Linked DNA regions of Mus musculus: region 1 is linked to region 2. A link is a contact called in public HiChIP or PLAC-seq data. All regions are on one chromosome and are shown on one strand. The core of a region is the stretch at or near the end of the contact, and the rest is flanking DNA. Distances in the headings are between cores, read along the strand shown. Region 1 holds the start of Tbc1d2 (TBC1 domain family, member 2). Region 2 has its middle 9.3 kb from the start of Nans.

Region 1 (6,916 bases), core at 3,437-5,936, 170 kb after region 2:
CAGAATTCAACCCCTGATAAATACACACACACACACACACACAAACACACACACACACACAGAGAGAGAGAGAGAGAGAGAGAGATGAAACCTCACTTGCAGGCAATATAGGACAAAGAACTTTGTTCTCTGAAAACATCAGGGTTAATGTCATAACAGAGAATCACCACAGACGTGTGTAAGAAGCCAGCACTGCACTTTCTCACAAGTGAGCAGGTGTAACTTCCTGCGATGCCTTAGGGATGTTACAATGTTCTGGGTGCTGACCCTATGCAGGCATTGCTCTAAGCATCTGCGGCATATGGATTCAGCTAAGCCTCGGAAGAATGCTAAGACGGATCTAATTTTTTTCACCTCATTTGGAAGGGAAGGAATCTGCATCTCAGAGAGGCTTGGCAACTCGCCTGAAATCACCCATGACTGAGACCTGAACTCAAGCAGCCAGCCCAGGTTCCTGTCCTAACCCATCCTACATCCCATTCAACATCCCGTTCATTCCTGGTCCTGCTTCTTGGCAGAGAGCTCCTCCCACGCTCCCAGCAAGAGGGGGAAAGCCTGGCTATCAGATGCTTGGGTCTGTGGCTGGAGACCAGCCGGCTGGTACCTAGTTTGAGGTGCAGGGTGGGCCCATTCTCAGCCAGGGCGGCAGCAGGGGTGGCGGGAAGTGCAGGTGGGCTGTTGTGGAACTCCCAGCGCTTCATCTGCAGCTGCTGTAGCCAGTAGAGCATGGCCTGCTTGGTGGCAGCCTGAGAAGCACAAGCATTGGTTAGTAAGGTCCCAGGCCTTAGGGTAACACTAGGCCTGGCCTACAGAGCTCACGGAAGGTTCAGGAACTCTGTCCACTCTGTGTGTGTGTGTGTGTGTGTGTGTGTGTGTGTGTGTGTCTATATTCACTTCTCTAATGGCACTCAGACTGGAGAGATGGCTCAGCTCTTCCAGAGGTCCTGAGTTCAAATCCCAGCAACCACATGGTGGTTCACAACCATCTGTAATGGGATCTGATGCCCTCTTCTGGTGTGTCTGAAGACAGCTACAGTGTACTCACATACATAAAATAAATATGGCCGGAGCAGGGGCCTGGAGCAAGCGGGGCCAGAAACAAACAAACAAACAAACAAACAGAATCAGGCTCTGGTTTTCTCCTTAGGGACTCCTCAATGTCTCTGTGCCTCTGTTTCCTCAATTGCTTTGTGGTGATGTCAGTCACTACTTTCCCAACTGATGGACTAAACAGCTGTTTTTACATCTGTCAGCTTTCTGGATCTTGTAGGGAGAAGGCAGGAGTGACCAGCCTTTTCCCACAGATGGATATAAGTGGCCCAGGCCCCAGAAACTAGGTCTCTCAGTTGAAAACTGGAAGTTTATTTTAAATATACTTTTAAAAGTACAAGCCTTGGTGGGCTTAGATGATGGGTGGCTTGCTGGAGCAGACAGCCTCAAGGCTACGAAAGGGTGGCAAAGGCTACAGAGCAGCCAGGGCAAGCTCTCTCTTTCAGAGAGGTGTGACCTGCATAGGGAGAGAGATTGTCACCATGAGCTTCAGCTGTCAACATGACACAAACTAAGACTCACCTGGGAAACTGTGACTTAATCAAAGGATGGTCTAGATCATATTGCCCTGTAGCCATGTCTGTGAGGCATTTTCTTAGTTACTGATCCATGGAGGAGAGCTCAGCCCACTGTTGGCGGCGCCATACCCAGGCAGGCATGTCTAGGTCAGTGGTTCTCAACCTTCCTCATGCTGCGACTCTTTAACACAGTTTCTTATGCTGTGAGGACCTTTGACCATAAAATTATTTTTATTTTTTTTTTAAAGATTTATTTATTTATTATATGTAAGTTCACTGTAGCTGTCTTCAGACACTCCAGTAGAGGGCATCAGATCTCATTACAGATGGTTGTGAGCCACCATGTGGTTGCTGGGATTTGAACTCCGGACCTTTGGAAGAGCAGTCGGGTGCTCCTACCCACTGAGCCATCTCACCAGCCCTAAAATTATTTTAATAGCTACTTCGTAACTGTAATTTTGCTATTGTTATGAATCGTAATGTAAATGTCTGATAGGCAACCCCCAAAGAGGTTGCAACCAACAGACTGAGAACCACTGTACTCTCGGCTTACACAGAGGAGGCTGAGCAAGCCAGAGAAAGCAAGCCAGTAAGCAGGGTGCCACTATGGGCTCTGCCCCCAGGCTCCTGCTTGAGTTCCTGCCCCCCAGGGAAGGACTATGGTGTGTAAGGAAGCCTTGCCTTCCCCAGATTGCTTTTGGCCATGGTGTTTCTCAAGGAAACAAACTCAACTAGAACTCTCAAGTTCTATGGAGTCCCTTGGCCTGCTACTCAGATATCAATGAGACAGACTAATATCTACCAGTCTTTTCTGTCCGCACTCTGTTCCTCCGACACTTCCATTTCTCTTAGGCGTCACCACAACCCGATAGACCCCAGACAGACACAAGCACCTCGTTTTACTCCTGAACTCATTCGACATGTTCGACGGAGACCGACCCTGTGACGGGCAGGCCAGCACTCGAGAGGCAGCCCTTAGATCTAACCAGAGTTTACTTCAGATGGCACGGGTCTGGATGTTTTCTTCACCGTGAGGCCTCTTCTGTCTGCGCTATTGCAACCAGGCCACCTGCCAATTCCTATACCCTGCATCCACAGGCCTAACATCTCTGTCATCTGCATTTTCTCCAGGGCCACAGCTCCTGCTCAGCCACCATCCCCTCCTGGGCTCTCTGCTTACCAGCTTCTCCTTATCCCAATTTGCTCTCTGCCCAACAGCCAGGCTGAGCTCTCTGAGCACTCTAATCTCATTGTACTCTCTTAGCTTAAGGCTCTCAGACAGCTTCTACAGCCTAGAAACAAAGTCCAAGGCCCTGGCCTCACTCCCCAGTGTCACCCCCTTCACCTCCATCCTTTGGGCACCTATGTATGCCAGGCTCCTGTTGCTTGCCTGTGACTCGTACTTACACTATGTTTCCCACCTGTCTGCCTATGCTCTCTCAGCATCATCGTCTCTCTCCCATCACCACTTGTTTAAAGTGACGATGTCTTTCTGAAAAGCTCCCCTCCTCATTTGGAGGAGCCGATCCCTCTGTCACCACACTGTTACTGTCCAAACTCTTCGCAGAGTCTCCATGAGGCACTTACCCATGCCTGCCAGTTTCCCCATCACACCTCGAGCTGTTTGAGAATGCGGTGCAGAGTTGAGCAAGTCTGACTTGATCCACACCCCAAAGCCTAGCACAGAGCCAGGCATATGTATGGACTAACCAAAAAAATAAAAATAAATAAATAAATCATGTGCTGAGGGACCCTGACCAACAGCACTTGTCTTGTGGAAGGAACACAAGACCTAAGCCCACATGACCTCTAAAATGTCCTTTCTTGTTTAAAAATTGGATTCCAGCCTAGCCAACTGGCCACACTGCCAGGAAAGGAGAACTACACCTCCCGGCATCCTAGTATCTGAACAGCTGCAGGTTGAGGACATAGGGAGACAGAGACCAGGCAGTGGAAAGAAAGACCTTCATCCTTGCACTCCTCTGCCTAGAGAACTAACCTAAGCCCACATCCATCTTCCCAGACAGGTAACAGGACACTTCCCCTTAACATGATAGATAGGTTCTGACCTGTGGCTCCATCACTCCGTGTGTGCATACGTGTTTATTCAAAAGGCATTTACTAAGAACTCACTAGTTCAGGCATGCCTGGATGAACAATCTAGGCCCATCAGTGAACTTACATATTTTCCTTCCTAATCCCTACCCATGTCTGCATTCCCTCCCGTTGGCCAAAACACCAAGATATGAATCAGATCCTGGCCTCAGCGAGTGCAACCACAGTACCCTGACTGCTTCAATACCAGGTTTGATAACAGCACTGGAAGATTCCAAAAAGTGAGCCACAGCATTGTAAATGCCTGGGCTGGGCCATTCCCTTTTGTCTATGAATCAGTTTCTTAATGCATAAAAGGAGTCCCTCACCCTTGCCTGTGGGAAGGCAATAAGGAAATGGTGTGAAAGCTAAGTGGGACAGCTCCAGGCTCTGGGGCACTGACTGGATGGTGATCACCGTCCGGGTTAATTTGCGGTGGCCATGCATTGGCCCTGAAAACTAGCTCGAGCTGTAAAGTGCGGAGTTCCACTTACCTTGAGGGTAATAACCCGGCTGGGAGTCTTGATTTCAAAAGTGCCCTCCTCCTCAGCGTCCGCCTTACAGTCAAAGACCGCACTGGAGAGATCGATGCTGTCCAAGGGGTTTGCATCCTGCGCGGTGCGCGAATAATACAGGTGGCACTTCCTCTCATCGTAGAAGAACCAGCGGCATTTCCAGCCCTTGATGGGTCCTTTGCCGCCAAACTTACTTAAATACCCACAGAGTTTCTTAGGGACCGTGTCTAGAGGCCGGGCGCAGCCCTCCGAATCCCCGGGAGATACCACCTCGGGCTCCCTGGCCAAGCCCGGAGGCTGTGTGGACTCCGAGGAAGAGGGAGTGCGCTCGGGGGCGTCCTCCATCGCTGCTGGCCCGCTGCACAGGCCTGCGGCACTGGAATGCGGGAGGTCCGACGGGCACCTGGGAACCGGCGATACCTGGCTGGGGCGGAGCCGGTCCGGTCCAGCCCCTAGAAGAAGGCGGAGAGCACCCCTGCCGGCGCCGGAGAGAGCGCCTTAGACACTTGACAGCAAACTCAGCGCAGGACGGCAGGCCACGCCCCTGTCACGCGAGGACCGCCCCGGGTCCCGCCCACCAAGCCAACTTCCGGCTTTTCCTCCGCGCTGTCGGCCATGTTGCTTCGTTCGCCCGCGGCGCGTGCGGGCGCCTCTGTTTAAAAACAAGGCTTTTTCTTTCTCCGAGGCGCTTTAAGCGTGGGGAGGGATGCAGGAAGCCAGGCCAAGCTACGTGGCCGTGGGGTTCGCGTGGAGGCGCTGGAGCATGGCGTCCTCTCCAGCCGCCACTCTACGGGTGCCGCGCGAGTCACCGCGGGACGGCGCATCGCGCAGCCATTGGCCGAGCGCTCCGTTTCCGATCCTGAACCTAAAAGTTTGGAAGTTTTCCCAGTCACCTCCCGCGATCGCTCTGGTCGGACACCACCTCCTCCACCACCCCTGCCTCGGCTCGCATTTCACCTTACAGCCCCAGTCGCCTTACCTCGGGCGCCTTGTTGCACTGGCGGGAACGCGGAGCACCGCGAGGACAGAGCAGAGCTTTAAATAGCAGGGCTAGGATCCAACTGATTCCCTCAACCTCCTGCCTCAGTTTACCAAAGCGCCCCGAGGCGTGTTTCGCCACTAGATCGATACACCTTGTTCTGGTTCACCTCTCTTCTGGAGTCTCATCTTTCTTGCCGGTTACTTTGCCCGTCACCTCAACTCCCTTGTGCGATCCGTTTACAGGCAAGGGTTTTTTAGTGGAAGTATGGCAGTAGCGACCCTCTCTGAGTACCTGTATATTTTTAAGATTCTCTATCGTTGAGCGACTTTGCTAAGGTTTTCTCACATAAGGATGGGCAGGGCTCACACCTACCCTTCCCTCCACAACAAGAGAATTTATGGTGAAACTAAGGAGCCCTCCTAGACTTGGAGAGGCCACTGGGCGTTGGATTTTGTAGATGGGGAAGGTTACAAATCAGTATTGTCTACTAAATACCAGGCGCTCGCGCGGGGGCGGGGGGGTCTTTTTTATTGGAAACAGATTATTTTCTCATCCCAAATCAACATTGGCCATCGTACCTCTGTTGATAATTTTGCATTTTTAAGAAATCCTTCAGTACTTCCTTGATCCACACCTGTCTATCCTCAGAACTGTTTTTGATAGTATGCCCGAAGCTCCAAATACAGAAGGTAGAAAAGGGTGAGTCTTCATTAAATGTTGGCTGCAACTGAAAGTCAATAAACGACTTAAAAGCTGTAAGCCACCAAGAGGACAATAGGGTGTTTAGCAGAATTCACACCACTGAAAACTGGAAAATGCTACAATTAAATTATTGTTTAAGACAGGATCTCATACAGCACAGGCTGGGCTCAAGCTTGCTGTGTAGCCAAATATGACTTTGAATTTTGAACAGTCCTGCCATTGGCAGCAGAGCCAGACACAGCAGCTGTGAGTTCTCGCAAACCTTTAGGGACCACAACCCACATGAAACTGAATCCTCACCTGTATTGCAGAGACGAGCTTGCGGATGAACCAGTAAGAAGCAGATCGGAGTGTTTTAAAAAGGTGCCCAGGAGACCCTAGAGTATGAGTGTGGACTTCTCACAGTCTTACTTTAGGGACTTAGCTCTAGCCATATGTACTATTTTGGTGGCTTCAAGTGACATCTCAAAGGATTACTAAGAAATTTTATTTTGGACCTCCTTTCCAATAGTGAGAGACTGGCTCTGGAGGTACCTTGGCTGGAATTACAATATGATAAGATAAAGCCAGGATCAATTAGAGTTACACAAGACACTTAGAACATCTCTTACCCCAGAGGGGCTTTCTAGTAAGATTCCTAAAAAATTACAGGTTTACCAATAGGAAGAGAGAAAGGCCTGAAGCAGTTGTTCCTCATCTTGATATTCTCAGCAAGCAAGAGACTTCAACCAGACTCAGGAGTGAAAGGCTGCTTCCTGTAGCTGAATAATTTTCCCAGTTTTTTACCTTGCTACCCTCTTGAGCCCACTTCCGAACTGTTGAGATTATAGGAATGCACCTCCGTGCCTGGCTGCAATGGGCTTTCATACTGCTTTCAGACTTTACAAGAGTCAGTAGAAAGGAAATAAGTTCCAAGAATTCTGTGATAAGGCTGACTCTCGTAGAGAACATCCAATCTCTTATGTTCCAGGTCAGAAAGAGATTTTTTTGGTTTCCATAAAGAATCTGCAAATACCTTGACCACAATGACATAATGTGTGAAAATAATACAGACA
Region 2 (6,099 bases), core at 1,010-3,509:
CAGGGCTATACGGAGAAACCCTGTCTCAAAAAACAAACAAACAAACAAACCAACCAACCAAGCCCCCTATCCTACCTATGCCCCAATGGTACCACCTCGGGTTCTCCCAGTCTTGCTCTCTTCCTTGTCTGATGGTTGAACACCACGGGCCATGTCTGCCTGTTGCTGGGTCTAGGATGCTGGCATGCACTTGCCTCTGGTCAAATGCAGTGGATTCCTGAGCCACCTTAGCAGACACCCTGTCTCGAAAAACAACAACAAAAACAAAAAGCAAAAAACAAAAATTCCTCCCTTTTAGAAGGATAGCAGCTATTTTGGATTAAGACCTACCCTAATGATCTTATATTAACTGATTTATTTTTATTTTATTTTATTTTTGTTACAGTGATCCTATTTCCAAATTGAGTTGCTTCCTGAGGTGCTGGGGTTAGGATTTCCATATGAGAATGTGAAGGTGACAGACATTAACCCAAAAACAAAACAAATGATTTTGAAAACAGCTCTCTCACATCTCCAGGTCAGGTGCTTGGAACACAATGTGGAAAGAAAAAAATGTTACCACTCTTTAGGGTAAAAGCTTGGACTCTGTCACCCCCACAGGTGAGGCACAACTCAGCCTTCCACCTCTGCTATAACCAAGGAGAAGAGTAAAAATAAGAGAGCGGTCCATTGGCCACACTGGGAAGAGAATAGATAACAGGATGTGTGACCCCAGGTTCCTCATCAGGGTCCTCACATGGGATTTGGATATAAGCAGTGGGCAAGAGATATACATGCTTAAGTAGTCTTGATTGAGATGTGGTATTTTGGGCTGAAGAGATGGCTCAGCGGTTAAGAGCACTGACTGCTCTTCCAGAGGGCCTGAGTTCAATTCCCAGCAACCACATGGTGGCTCACAACCATCTGTACTGGGATCCAGCGCCCTCTTCTGGTGTGTCTGAAGACAGGTACAGTGTGCATATATACATAAAATAATTCTTTAAAAAAAGGGGGGGGTATGGTATTTGACCTATTATCTTTGCTGTAGTCTGTCTTTGCAAGGTGGTCTGATCAATTTTTTTTCAAAGCATTATTTTATTTTATTTTATGTATGGTTTAGAGCTTTATTGTAGAAAGGCAGGGGGAAGGAGGAGGTAGAAAGAGGGGAGAAGGGAGATAGAGAAGGAGGGCTAGAGATGAGAGTAAGAAAGGTGAGAGCTTAGAGAGCACATTCTTTTATTTTAATGATTGTTTATTTTATGTATATGAGTGGTTCTATCTGTATGCATACCTGCATGCCAGAAGAGGGCATCAGACCTCATTATAGGCCACCATGTGGTTCCTGGGAATTGAACTCTGGACCTCTGAAAGAACAGTCAGTACTCTTAACCACCGAGCCATCTCTCCAGTCCCGTCTGATCAATTTTTAATGTGTTAACTTTGGAGGGTTCAGCCTTCATGGATAATTGTCCTCATGGTAGGGAACGGTCTGTCCATGAAGTGTTGTTTTTCTTGAAATACAATGTGACTCAAGAAGAAAGATTAAAGTATGTCTTGGGCTGAGAATGAAGCTCAGTTGGTAGAATGCTAGCCTAGCATGTCCAGGAAAAAAAAAACAAAAACAAAAACCTGGTCCGGTGGTACATGCTTGTAATCTCAGCACAGGGGAGGCAGAGGCAGGAGAGTCAGAAGTTCAAGACCAGCCTGCGCTACAGGAGATGCTATCTCAGCAACAAAAAAGGCACCTGTGTCACAAGTCTCAGATTGTTTTCTTCTGCCCTGACTCCAATGAACTGTGGTTCTCCAATCCCTTCTTGAGCCCCTGATGTGGCTCACAGGACTCTCGGAAACTTTCCTCAGGCTGACCATCTGCTGTGAAGGGTGTTGAAAGGAACAGGCAAGAAGATGCAGATGGTGAGATGTGGGTAGCTTACTCCCTACGGGCTGTGTGTCTCTCTCTCTCACACACACACACACAGGTCCTCAGATGGTGTGATGGTTTGAATAGGTATGGCCCTCATAGACTCATGTGTTTGAGTACTTGGCCCATGGGAAATGGCATTATTGGGAGGTGTGGGCTTGGAAGAAGTATGTCACTGTGAGGGCCTAGCTCCACCCAGTGTGGAATCCAGCCCCCTTCTGGTGCCTATGGATCAAGATGTAGAATTCTCAGCTCCTTCTCCAGCACCATGCCTGCCTGGATGCTGCCATGAACCTCTGAAACTGTGAGCCAGCCCCAGTTAAATGCTGTCCTTTGTAAGAGTTGCTTTGATCAAGGTGTCTTCACATCAGTGAAACCACACTAAGACACCTGACTAGACAGTCTTCCACTGAGCTACATCCTTATGCACTGCGTATTCATTGTGTGTGTGTGTGTGTGTGTGTGTGTGTGTGTGTATAAATGTCAGGTGGCTTCCTGAGTTGCTCTCAACTATTTTGTCTTTTACTAAATCAGGGACACATCGGTTCAGATGGGGTGGCTAGCTGATGAACCCCAGGATTCCCCACCAGTCTCTGGGTTGCTATTACTCAGACTCTTTATGTGATCTATACAGATTTTACTCGTGGGTACTGGGGAGCCAAGCTCAGAGGCCTTCCTGCTTGGTGGCAAGCACTTTGCTGACTGGGCCATCTCCACAGCCCCTTACCTCGCACTTTATACAAAGGTTTATTCAAGAATTGGATGTGTGTGCTCAGACCTGCACTGAGGATTTTATGCAGGAGAATTTCTTAAAGTATAATGCTAGCCTTGGCTACATAGTGAGTTTGAAGCTAGCCTGGACCACAGTAAGACTTTGAAAAACAAAACAAAACAAAACAAAAAAAACCACAAACCAGGTACATGTGGTGATGGCTGTAATGCTGGCGCTCAAAAGATACAAGTGGGGACTTTATACATCTGAGGCCATCCTGGACTACATAAGACCCTGTGTCAAGGGCTGGTGAGATGGCTCAGTGAGTAAGAGCACCGACTGCTCTTTGGAAGGTCCGGAGTTCGAATCCCAGCAACCACATGGTGGCTCACAATCATCTGTAATGAGATCTGATGCCCTCTTCTGGAGTGTCTGAAGACAGCTACAGTGTACTTACATATAATAAATAAATAAATAAATAAATAAATAAATTTTCATTTGTTTTTCAAGACAGAGTTTCTCTATAGCCCTGGCTGTCCTGGAACTTACTCCATAGACCAGGCTGGCCATGTACTCAGATATCCACCTCTGACTTTCAGGTTCTGGGGTTAAAGGTGTGTATCACCACCACCCACCTTTAAAAACCATTTAAGTCTAATGGGACTAACCTAAACCTAACCCTAACCCTAACCCTAAACCTAAAAATCTCAGAAAGGGCTGTAGTGGCCACACATTGAATCCCATCACTTTGGAAAGAAGAAGCAGTTAGATCTCTGTGAGTTTGAAGCCAGCCTGGGATACAGAGAGAACTTGTATTAAAACAAAACAAACAAACAAACAGCCTATAACTGTGAGGTGGCCCAGTGGTTAAAGATACTTGCCCTATCCCTGACCACTGGAGTTCAATCCCTGGGCCCCACAAGATGAAAAGAGAGAATTGTTCCTGCAAGTTGTCTTCTGATCCCAACACAAGTGCCTGGCAGAGGTGAACTTTTATTTTATTTTAGTTTAGTTTAGTTTAGTTTAGTTTAGTTTAGTTTAGTTTTTTGAGACAGGGTTTCTCTGTATAGCCCTGGCTGTCCTGGAACTCACTTTGTAGACCAGGCTGGCCTCAACCTCAGAAATCTACCAGCCTCTGCCTCCCGAGTGCTGGGATGAAAGGCATGTGCCACCATGCCCAGCCAGTGGTGCACTTATACATAAACACACATATATGCACACAAACTAAGTTAAAATGTAATTTAAGAAGGGAGGGTGTGGAGAGATGGCTCAGTGGTTATTAGCACTGGCTGCTCTTCCAGAGAACCTGGGTTCAATGCCCAGCACCCACATGGCAGATAACAGCTGTCTGTAAGTCCAGTTCTAACGGATCTGACGCCCTCACACAGACATACAGCCAAAACACTGATCGATGCACATGAAATAAAGATAAATAATTAAAACAACAGCGATAAAAACCCAAACAAAAAACCAATTGGGAAAAACCTTTAGCATCTAGATCCAGGAAAGAACTACAGGACGCAGCCCTAAGGCATGATCCCTAAAGGGAAGAATTAATAACCTGTACTTCATTAAAATTCAAAGCCGAAGAAACAGTTGTAGCTACAAACTGGGAGAAAACACCTACAACCTACACAGCTGACTAAAGGACTAGAATTTAAACACACAAAATGAAAACTCAGCAAAAAAAAAAAAAAAAAAAAAAAAAATCACTAGCATTAGGAAATGGCAGGTGGAGGGAGGGTTCAGTGCCTATTCTGCTAAAGGACCAGAGTCCAGGTCCCAGCACCCACATAGGTAGCTCACAGCCACCTGTAATTCCAGCTCCAGAAGACCCCAGGCCCTTCTGGTTTCCTCTGGCACCTGCATGTGCATCCATTATAGATACAGATAAACACACATGCATGTAAAGACATTTTTTTTTGAACCTTGAGAAAGAATATGGGGGAAAGTCATGAAAAGATTTCACTGACAAGGAAATGCCAAGGGCAAATGAATACACGAAGAGATATTCAATATCATTAGCCGTTTGAGAGATGCGGTGGGCATCTCCTGTGTGTGGAAGGAAGGCTGCTCACCTGTCAGGTGGGCAGCCCTAAAGCAGTGATGGAGAACACAGACTGTATGCTGCAGGGAAAGATGTGAAGTGGGTTAGCCACCCTGGAAAGCATATTTGCAGCTCCTCAGGCAACTACCAGGGGACCCAGAGATTGTACTCCTGGGCAGGATTTCAGAGGATGTAACCGATCTGCACATTTAAGGCACATGTCTGAAGCAGCTTTTTCATAGCAGCCCCAAGTGGAAACAGCCAAATGTTCAGCAGGGTGAACAGTCAGTGTCTTAGTTAGTTAGGTGAACAGTCAGTGTCTTAGTTAGTTAGGTGAACAGTCAGTGTCTTAGTTAGTTAGGTGAACAGTCAGTGTCTTAGTTAGGTGAACAGTCAGTGTCTTAGTTAGTTAGGTGAACAGTCAGTGTCTTAGTTAGTTAGGTGAACAGTCAGTGTCTTAGTTAGTTAGGTGAACAGTCAGTGTCTTAGTTAGTTAGGTGAACAGTCAGTGTCTTAGTTAGTTAGGTGAACAGTCAGTGTCTTAGTTAGTTAGGTGAACAGTCAGTGTCTTAGTTAGTTAGGTGAACAGTCAGTGTCTTAGTTAGTTAGGTGAACAGTCAGTGTCTTAGTTAGTTAGGTGAACAGTCAGTGTCTTAGTTAGTTAGGTGAACAGTCAGTGTCTTAGTTAGTTAGGTGAACAGTCAGTCAGTGTCTTAGTTAGTTAGGTGAACAGTCAGTGTCTTAGTTAGTTAGGTGAACAGTCAGTGTCTTAGTTAGTTAGGTGAACAGTCAGTCAGTGTCTTAGTTAGTTAGGTGAACAGTCAGTGTCTTAGTTAGTTATTGCTGTGAAGAGACACTATGACCAAGCCAGCCCCCCCCCCCTTTTTTTTTTTTTTTTTTTTTAAAGATTTATTTATTTATTATATGTAAGTACACTGTAGCTGTCTTCAGACACTCCAGAAGAGGGAGTCAGATCTTGTTACGGATGGTTGTGAGCCACCATGTGGTTGCTGGGATTTGAACTCTGGACCTTCGGAAGAGCAGTCGGGTGCTCTAACCCACTGAGCCATCTCACCAGCCCCCCTTTTTTAAATGAAACCTCTAAGTTTCTTAGGCTTCTTGTCTTTTTTTTTCTTTTAAGATCTATCTATCTATCTATCTATCTATCTATCTATCTATCTATCTATCTATCTAATGTATTTGAGTACACTGTCACTGTCTTCAGACACACCAGAAGAGGGCATCAGATGGTTGTGAGCCACCATGTGGTTGCTGGGTATTGAACTTGGGACCTCTGAAAGAGCAGTCAGTGCCCTTAATCTCTGAGCCATCTCTCCAGCCCCCAAGACAACTCTTATAAAGGCAAGCATCTAACTGGGGCTGGCGTACAGTTTCAGAGGTTCAGCTCATTATCATTATGGCAGGAAGCATGGCAGCGTA

Evidence for each region. HiChIP or PLAC-seq counts read pairs in DNA pulled down with a chosen protein or histone mark.
Region 1: a contact with region 2 is called in an H3K27ac HiChIP or PLAC-seq map of regulatory T cells, with 6 times the contacts expected there. The contact joins the promoter of Tbc1d2 here to the enhancer-like site in region 2. A contact is called at or near these places in 5 of 39 promoter capture datasets (the C10 cell line, the HPC-7 cell line, cranial neural crest and 2 more), 1 of 15 datasets of contacts at CTCF or cohesin (large pre-B cells), 10 of 484 Hi-C or Micro-C datasets (the Ba/F3 cell line, CD4 T cells, CD8 T cells and 6 more), 6 of 115 datasets of contacts at active chromatin or transcription factors (embryonic stem cells, intestinal villus epithelium, large pre-B cells and 2 more) and 3 of 9 other capture datasets (adipose tissue, liver and pancreatic islet).

The regions. Positions count from the first base shown.
Region 1 is chr4:46,645,513-46,652,428 of GRCm38.p6, forward strand. It overlaps Tbc1d2 (TBC1 domain family, member 2), which reads right to left and starts at 4,687. Exons shown (of 13, transcript NM_198664.3): 1 at 4,157-4,687; 2 at 605-746. The coding sequence starts at 4,522.
Region 2 is chr4:46,476,947-46,483,045 of GRCm38.p6, forward strand. No RefSeq gene overlaps it. Among named protein-coding and RNA genes, the nearest start is that of Nans, 9.3 kb to the right of the region's middle. Within about 2 kb of position 2,260, at least 14 of the 459 cell types and tissues checked have an H3K27ac peak or open chromatin away from gene starts, as enhancers often do. A contact at or near this core is called in CD8 T cells and regulatory T cells, where this site is marked.